2 separate regions of the Anser cygnoides genome follow, and region 1 is linked to region 2. The links are chromatin contacts, called in public Hi-C maps. All regions are on one chromosome and are shown on one strand. The core of a region is the stretch at or near the end of the contact, and the rest is flanking DNA. Distances in the headings are between cores, read along the strand shown.

Region 1 (4,734 bases), core at 1,890-4,389, 130 kb after region 2:
TGTTGTTTGGTTGTTGTTTTTTCATATGAAACTAAAACCAAGTCATAATAATCATCAGCAAAATCCTGGAACATCTGTACATCCACAAACAGATCGTATCACAAAGTTGCATCCATATCTGTCCCACGAGACAGGTTTTCCCACTGACTGAGTTTCCCATACGCACAAAGTATTACATAACCTTCTGGCAAAGAAAACAGCAGAGGATCGCAGTCTGACCACACTACCTCCAGCCAGAAAGCCAGACAGACGGGATACGTGGCTAGGTTAACTCATCTGCTTTGCTCCGTGAGCAAGTGAAGGATTTCTAAGGCAAGTAGATCCAGGCAGCAGTTAGCCTGGACAGGAAGATTAAAAGCAAAACAGAGCTACTGCAAGTTAAGGCCATTCACCGCCAAAGTAGCTATCCAGCAAGATGTATACAATGAAAAATTTGTATCTTGGAGGAAACAGACTACTTCCATTCTGAAGAGCATTGGCCTAATAATCTCTAGGCTGGAACAAACAGCATCCCTCCAATGCATATTCCATACCTATAACCTCCTCCACATTATCCTGAAAAACTTTAACTCCAGCTCTGTTGTTGTTGAAAAAAATCAGCAGAGTAGCGGAAAGCAGCCTGCTGACACTATGATTCCTTTTATCGCCCGTTCTGCCAATGGCTTCTCCTTGCTTCTGCCTCAACACTAGGCCAGCTGTGGGATCTTTAAAGGATTGCTGTTTTAGAGGAGAGATGCGCACACGGGAACAGACAAAGCAACCACAGTCTGAGTAGGCAGACTTTTGCTCAGCATGAGTATTTTTCCTACATGTTGATCCACAGCTTAAATTTTACCCACTCATGCAGATGTGCATTCCTTTATTTATACTTAAGCAAAACAGATGTTCTTCAGTTCAGATTGAGCTGCAATGCAAAGGCCTGAACTTGCTGTTATGAATGGTGGTTCAAAACATGCAGACAAAGCTCCCAAGGTAGAGATTCACATGATGTCACAGGTAACCAATATATATTTACTTCATATATGCTTATATAAAGGAAAGATGACTCTAATGAAGAGAAGGGGAAAAAAAAAACAACAACCCAACAAGATCTCCAAGTCACATTAATTCAGAGTCTTGAATTTTTTTCAGATTGCCACCAGGCAAAAGGCGGACTGGGACAGCAAGAGGTAGGATGTTTGAGGGATTGTTTGTTTGTTTTTTATACAGTTCAAATCAGCACATTGTAGACTTTTTAAGACTGTATCCATTAGTTATAACAACTGTAGCAGCAGCAGCATTAACATGAGGATTTTAACTAGTGTCCATAACATGACACGGATGCAGCTCTCCAGCTTACAATTCCCTGTACAAAGGAGATATGTATTTTATAACTCATATTCCTTTCAAACAGCCCAATTCCTCCATCCTGACCCCAACGTCCTCTTTCTGTTCAGGTGAGATCCTATTGCAGTATTTCCCACCCTGATTTCTGTGCAAAACTACGTTCTTCCTTAGAGCTTTGAATCTGTTCGAGGATTTAGGTTCACCAACATCGATCGAGTCCACCAGGTCAAAGTAGAGCTTTTCAGGCTGGAACTGGAGAACTTGAAGTTTACACTGCAGCTGTACTTGAGCTCTGCAACAGAATCTACAACTCTGAGAAACAGTACCTGTTCCGAAACATTGGGAATGACTCATTGAAACAGAGGAATAAATTTTTAACATCTTCCAATAATTCCAACCTAACCTTAAGGACTGCTTTGAGGAAGTTAACTTTTTACTTACACTTCTTTCAAAATCAATTTGCTTAAACTTCATTTTGCCCACTTCTATCAGGCGAAGTTTTGTTCCAAAACGGCAATGCATTCTGATGCATGAATGACTGAAATCCCGATTAGACTGTGTCTTTGCAATTAAGCAGTTTCCAAAACCTCCTTTGCCAACATCATTTGTCACCAAACAGCCATGACCGAAGACAGTGTTGCAGAAGTCAAGAAGAAAAGCTGAGTCCTTGGAAATGTATTTTCAGCTGGCAGCACGTCCCAACACTGTTTTGTTCAACACCTATTCAGGACACTTACTCTTACATAATATCATGCAACAAAATAACTTAATGTACATTAAAACAAACAGCAGGTATATATCTACTTAAGCATGTAGACTCAGAGTAATTTTGTGTGTTTATTCTTTATAATACATATATGAGTATGACAACACATATATGAGTATGACAATTCATCAATGCCACATACACAAGCATCACAACCTGTTTTCCCCAAAGACTAACAGTGGGCAACACTATATGAGGAAAAGACTTGAAATAACGTGTCCACGCATGTCCAAAAGTGTAACCCTCAGATGCCAGCTCTGCATAGCAGCGGTTACTACCTTGATGATACCAGGTAGCACAGAATCCTCTCTCAACCAATGTTTCCTCCCCCAGTGATCAATATGATGCTGTGAGGGGGCATCCAGTGGGGAACTGTTATTGAACCTAAGGGTTTTGCCTTGGATTTATCAAGAAGCATGCTTGCCATTTGTTTGCTTTCTTGCATATGAAAGAAATGACTGACTGGTCACCACACCGTCGCTTTACATTGACTGCACACCCCAAATCACCCCAAACAGTGAAGCTTTTAGAAAGCTGCCCCAGGATAGGAAACCGACCCCATGCTGGTACAACTGCCTGCACAGCCACTGTGGCTGTAGCAGTTGGGTTCCTTGACGAAGACCAAAAATAAAAAAAAAAAAAAGGGAAGCCGGCTAGGTGACCTCTGACAGCTCCCCCAGCCCCGGCATAAGCCGTGCCGCAGCGCCGTGAGGCACACCCACCACCCGCCGCCTCGGGGCACGCGGCCCTTCGGGGACACCCCTCGTCCTGAGACACCCCGGAGCCTGACGTGCCACACCGCCCACCCCCGGGCACGACACCGGGGCCCGTGCGCTCGCGCAGCGCTGCCCCGGGCAGCAGAGGGGGGCTTATTACCGGAGTGCGGGATGCCCACGGCGGCGCGGCTCTGCTGCACGGCGGCGGAGCGGTGCAGGGAGTCCTCGTACTCGTCCAGGATGGACGCCATGGCGCCCAACGGCCGCACCAACCGCCGCCGCCAACGGCCGCTTCCGCCAGCCTTCACGTGAGCCGCGTCACGTGCCCGCCCGGCGCCGCTCCGCGCCTGCGCCGTGGCCGCCGTCCCGCCCCTCCCGGAGCGCGGGGCGTGAGGGATCCTCCTCCCTAAGATGGCGGCGGAGGGAGCGTGGCGGTGGGGTGGTTTTGTCCCCGCTGTGGTCGCAGCCGCCTGGCGAGCTTGTGGCCTTGCTGTGCAGGTCCTGCGTGTCAGTGTGGTGCTCACAGCTTCTTGCCAGTCTGTCGTGTGCAGGCTGGCTGTGTGCTTTGTAAACCATCACATTAGTGCACCAGCATACTTAGCACAGCCACTGCTTAGTTGTGATGCTGCTGCGCACACATCTAGTGACGGCAAACGGCAGCTGGCTGCTTATAAACACGTCCGTACAAACTGACAAGTCTTTTCTTTAGGACTGTTTGATGCAATCTTGGCTTTGTAGCTAAACAATGATTGCCACAAAGCAAGTGGCAATCCAGCGTAAGGCTGACCTTGAATTGGGCTAGATTTACTCTGCATGTTTGTCCCATCTTTCTGGGCAAAGCTTATTAGACCCAACTTCTGTATCAATAATACTTCAGACCTGGGTTTTTGTTGTGTTTGGATCATGCCAACAGTTGTATTTACAGCTTTGCCCTCTAGTTTAAACTAGCAGACTGAATCTGGCATTAACGAAGTTAATCTTACACAACACTTTTGGGCTTCATCTGATTTATATTACTTTATAATGAGAAAATGTACGTGTATGTACTGTATGTATACGAAATATGTGTAAACTTCATAACACCTTCTGGGAGAAGCAGAGAAATGTTTTCCCACAGAGTACAGGGCACTTCACGACACAGACAGACCCATTGCAAGATTAAAGTCGGTCATCCCCATCTTTGTTTACATGTCAGCTGGCAGTGAGTGGCACCACCAGTAGCAGTGGCACATGTTTAGCTTTGCACAAACTAACACAGTTACATCTCCTTTTCCTCTGCCCTTCTTCTGCAAACCTCACCCCCATAAACATGGGTCCAAACCACAGCCCTGTGCCTCAGGCCTTCTCCCTGGTGCAGAGCCAGACATGCAGGTCCCACGCTGGCTGGGCTGCTGGAGGCTCCTGGAGCATGCCTCTGCGGGGTCACCTGTGTCTGCTTTGCTAAAAACACAAGGTGGCTTTTCCTGACTCAGCCTGTCTGCAAGCACTGACAGGAGCCTAGACCCAGGTCCAGCCCCAGCTGTTTACCATCTTTGTGTGACAGCTCTGAGCCATAACAACAAAACCACATTCCTCTGCTCTCCAATCATCCTTACCATCATAAACAGCAAGTGTTCTCATTTGGCTTCTCAAGAGGTACACACAAATTGCATTAGGTTTAGGAAAATGAGGTAGGAAGGGATTTATTCGACTATCAGATCCATTCTCCCACTCCAGGAGATACCACATCATATAGTCCTTTCTCCAGTCCTATCAAGGTCTGTCTGAAAGCGTGGGTATTTTTCCCCAAATGCTCTAGCCTGCACCTGTCTCAGATGCTGATTGCTCTCATGATTTTGAGCTCTGATTTCCACTCTAATGTAAGCCAAGTCTAGTCTGAATCAATTTGTTCTTGTTCAAACACTGTCTTGCAGTGTAAATAGTCCT
Region 2 (4,743 bases), core at 1,755-4,254:
CTCCTTATCTAAACCCAGAATCTCTGGTTTTAGAGCTGCTAATTTATTATTTTTTTTTCCCCGCTGTATGCTCAGTTTGCTTGGGCACTCCTGTCAGCCACAGAAGAGAAGGGGTGTATGCGGGGATCCCTGGAAATTGAGTAACCTTCTCAGATCCAATTCTAAAGGATAATTTGCCTGTTTTACTTTGTGAATTTATGCTTGTTCACCCATGTACTTACTTACCTCTGTGGCTATGATGCATTCATTCCTTTCTTCTGTTATCACAAAGACGGACTGGTACATTGAATCCCTTGGAGAGCATATCGCTGATATCCTACATTCCGGCTTTTCACTAAGGCAGGGCAGAGAGAAAAGGGCGTTATTTGACTACTAACACTCCTATCTCTAAAAATCCAATGAATATGGAGGGTTGGAATGAGATTGCCAAGGAGATGTGGGAGGGAAGGGCAGAGGATGAAGTTTCATGTGTTTTATATGATGGCAGGACAGTACACTAGGGAGGTGGAAGTCAGGAATAGCTAGTGTCTTGCTAGATTTCTGCCATGTCCAATTTAGCTACATACTCCTCAGATCCCTCAGTGCACCTGTCACAAGCAGGACCCAGGCAAGACTTTCAGTATGTGTATGAGAATACTGATGACCTAGTGAATAGTTGCCATTTTCTTTTTTTGAAGAGAGTAATTATTATTACTCTAACCTTCTTCTCAGTAAGCAGATCATTTTACCTTCTTAATAACCAATATACTTATTTTTATCATTATATGCTGTACTGTTCTTTCTCTGAGATCAATTGAGGAAGAAAAGATACTTCTTACTTTCATCAGTAGACTAGTCGCTCCCATTCCCTTTCACAGCACCCATACTACCAGCACCCCGCACAAGCTCTCAATTTAATTCATTTAGCTACGGATACCACTTGGCCACAACACGTGTACTTTATTTCAAGATTCGTGGCTTTGCTCTGGTTTATTTTGTATGCTATCTCCCCGAGTTGTTTTTTTTTTTTTTCATATTTTCTCATCTGCTCCTACATGGGTATGAAGGTGAGGGGGGGGCTTTAGAAAGACTACTAGGAAGACTGCATTCTCACCTGTGTAGTCGGAGTGGAGACTTGTCTCCTAAACACTTTTCACTTTTGTAATATTTATCTTCCTGTGTCCCTCTACTTGTCAGGTCTTTTACCAGATTGTAGTCCAATTTATGATTCTTGGGTTTGTAGTTTGACTTCTCCAGCCCACAGTCCACTTCGAGGTCTTTATTTTTGTTGGTGTTTTTGAGCTGGGAAGCTGGAATGAGATTGTCCTTCTGGAAGTCAGACAGGTTGTTCATTGTCTCCAAGTCCTGCTCTGGGTGCATCCTCATCTGCCTGATGACCATTGCTATCATGCAGAACAGTATGAGCAAAGCCACCAGCCCCACTCCCATGGATATGGCAATCCAGGGGACTGGTTTAGGAGGAAGTGTAATGGGCACTGAATAAACTGGTAATTCACAGCGGCTGCCCATGAAGCCAGAAGGACAGTAGCAGACAAAGTTGGCACTGTAAAGTCCACTGTAGCATGTGCCTCCATTCTCACATGGCCCAGAAGCACATTCGTCTCTGGTTTTGATGTCACAGTTCCTGCCACTATAGCCTGGCAAACATGTGCAGGTGTAATCGTTGATCAGGTCGTGACAAGTTCCCCCATTGGAACATGGGTTCCTGGCACAGTCATTGATGTTTATCTCACATTTCTGACCAGAGAAACCAGCCCGACAACGACACACGCGAATCTGACCAAGGTAAAAGCAATTACCATCTGAGGAAAAAAAGTAAAATAAAAGAAAAAAATCAGTCTCCAATAAAACATAAAGCTCTGCCCGTAAGCATTTTATACGACCTCAAGAAGAGGGAGGTTATTTTACCAAACAACCACACATCGAAAAGTTCCTTCTAGCTTACCCGTCACCCTTTAAAAATATGCCCCTTCTAAATAGGTGATAAAGTTAATTGAATGTGCATAGTTCTGCCATCTATCCCATCCCATATCCCATCCTATCCCATCCAACTTGTGCATTTTTTTCCTGCGTAGAAAGTGCCAGTGAAAGTCGTCCCCCTTGCCCCAAGAGGCCAAAATTAGGGTAGACGTGGAATACAGTGAGGGAGAGAGACTAATGTATTAGAGGAAGAGTAGAGGTCAGATTGGATTTCTATCACTTCTGCACTGAAAAGCACAAACAAATCAAGGAGACGTGAGAGTTTTTGATAAAAAGACTCACCATTTGCACATGGGTTGCTTGTGCACCTGTCTACTTTTTTTTCGCAGTTCGACCCCGTGAAGCCAAAAGGGCAAACGCAAGTGTAGCTGGCCCCTTGTTCTTTTTCCAAGCATGTGCCACCATTAAAGCATGGAGAATCGATACACGTCAAAGCGCTGTGCTCACAGTGAGTTCCATAGTAGCCAGGGGGGCAGAGGCAGTGATAACCATTCTCCAGATCCTGCAAAACACAACATTAGCCATTGTAATTTGATGCCACCAAAGGATAGCTGCTTGCGCATTTATTTTTGGTCAGCGTGTGCTGTTCTGTCCCAAAAGACAGAACTGAACTTTTGACTGTGGCAAAAGTGATATTTTCAGAGTAAATAACTGCAGGCTGGTCTGTGAGAGATAGAGCCGAGAATTGGCCGTATTCATCGTGCAGGAGTAATCATGCAACTACACAAGCAGAGCAGACGCAGTTGTAGGGAGCCTAGAGGCAACTAGGCAAAAACATGACTAACACCACTACTATCTAAGAGGATGCCTGATGTCAACCTACACAGCTGTGGTCAGGACATTTATCCTCTCCATGAGAGCCTTTTATTTTTTATTTTTTAATAAAAAAGGGGGTTATTTTGCTTTGCTATTGAGAAGTCCCTCCACTTAGATAACAACAAAACTCATCTCTTCTTTGCAAGTAATGTATGTCCAAGGCCTTGGGAGAAGGGAGTTGGGTCTTGCAGCATTAGCTTTAATCAAAACATGCATTGGATTACATCTGATATTTGTAAGCCATCAGTCGTTATCAACAGGAAGGATCAATCATTGACTGGCTCTGAAAATACATTGAAACACGAGACTGCAGAAAACTAAAAATGAAGAACCCTGTTTTGCAGAAAGTGTTTCATCTGATTGTCTTTGTATCAACTGGCACTACGCTCCATAACAGAAAGCAGACGTTTTATTTATTATTAAAATACAGACTCGGCACATTTTGGTATGAACCTTCATTTGGGAAACTTATTTTTTTAAAGATCTGCTCCCTCACAAACCTTGAATCTTGCCAAGATCTCGTAATGGCTGCCACAGAAACCTAAGGATCAGTTGACTAGTTCTAATCTAGATGATACATCTCCTCCTGTAACAGACTTCCTCCCCTGACACGTCCAGGGAAGGGTTCAGTATGATAGTTGTGAGCGTCAGTAATGAACCTGTGTACTATCGAATTCCCATTATGTTGTTACAAAACCATTTCTGGAAAGGTATACTGGGGCTTGCTTCACACAAAGACTTTACATTTAAAATGCCCTTACCGTGCAACTACCACCGTTCCTACAGGGATTGCTGTCACACTCGCTGATCTCATGTTCGCAGTCAACACCGGTAAAGCCAGGTTTGCATGAACACGTATAGCTGCCCTGGCCGGTGTTCATGCAAGTTGCTCCGTTTTTGCACGGTCTGTGGTGAGTACAGTAGTTCAGATCTGCAAAGATACCATGTGTTAGGGAAGAGAGTCTTTGATGGCTGAAAAAAGACATTCATACAAAAACACCATAGTCAACAGTAAAGAAAGAATTTTCAATTTTAAAAGTCTTCAATTTTGCTATTAATAGGAATACTGGAGGTTATTATTCAGATTATTATCAGTAATAATCAGATGTTTCAGATTGTTACGAATTTTACATATTGCTCTCCGTCTATCACTTGAGCTCTGAATTTTGGAAACTTATCTTTCTTAATGCTTTGCTATACTCTCCCTTTTTTGTGTGTGTAAACCTGTTAGCTGTAATGGGATGTGGATGCCAAAATGTACTTTGTGTGTATTCTCAGAAAGACGCTCCAAGGCGTAATGGACAGACAGTCCGTGCACAACATGTCACATACTAAAAGAATTAGCCCAATCTTTAAAAGGTGTGCTCCAAGGCACGTTCTGGGAAGGCAGGAAGGAAATAAAAATATTTAGGCTTGAAGATTTAAACAAACATTAGAAATCTTTTATTGTTTATTTACCATGCTCCCTTGTTATGAATGTTAGTAGTTTAAACTGTCTAAATGCTCTGCCAAGCTTGATGGCCCTTTTTGTTTTCACTTAGATCTGAGACAGAGGTTAAGCACACAAGTTCATAGGACGCAAGTAGAAATCTTTATAAGCACTATAAATACCATAGACTAATTGGAATACAACTGGTTAATAGGTAACTACAAACAGAAAAAAAAATCTGCAGCTTTACTTTTCCTGCCTAATTCAGACTTCCCCATCTTAATCCTATAAATGTCATGAAAACACTTAACTTGCTCTGAGTACTTAATGATCTCAGTGCCAGCAGTGCATATATGGCCTTGAGGACATGACTGCTCAGCTGGCTACAGTTCAGTGATTCAATGGGTTGAATAGGTGGAAGTGGTCTGGTGTACCTTAAAATGGAACCTGTACTTTTCATTCTTGCTTACATGATTTTTCTCTCATGCTCCAGACTTATCACATGAGTTAACTTCCTT

What was found. A called contact is a pair of places that touch in the nucleus more often than the background predicts.
Region 1: a contact with region 2 is called in a Hi-C map of liver, with 5 times the contacts expected there. The contact joins the promoter of VPS18 here to the enhancer-like site in region 2. A contact is called at or near these places in 2 of 7 Hi-C or Micro-C datasets (both in liver).

What each region holds. Positions count from the first base shown.
Region 1 is chr5:33,695,896-33,700,629 of Taihu_goose_T2T_genome, forward strand. VPS18 (VPS18 core subunit of CORVET and HOPS complexes) reads right to left here and starts at 3,140. Exons shown (of 5, transcript XM_013192598.3): 1 at 2,969-3,140. The coding sequence starts at 3,059.
Region 2 is chr5:33,561,892-33,566,634 of Taihu_goose_T2T_genome, forward strand. It overlaps DLL4 (delta like canonical Notch ligand 4), which reads right to left. Exons shown (of 11, transcript XM_066997823.1): 7 at 3,558-3,727; 8 at 2,263-2,482; 9 at 1,094-1,802; 10 at 226-334. Among named protein-coding and RNA genes, the nearest start is that of DLL4, 6.0 kb to the right of the region's middle. Within about 2 kb of position 3,005, at least 1 of the 3 cell types and tissues checked has open chromatin away from gene starts, as enhancers often do. A contact at or near this core is called in liver, where this site is marked.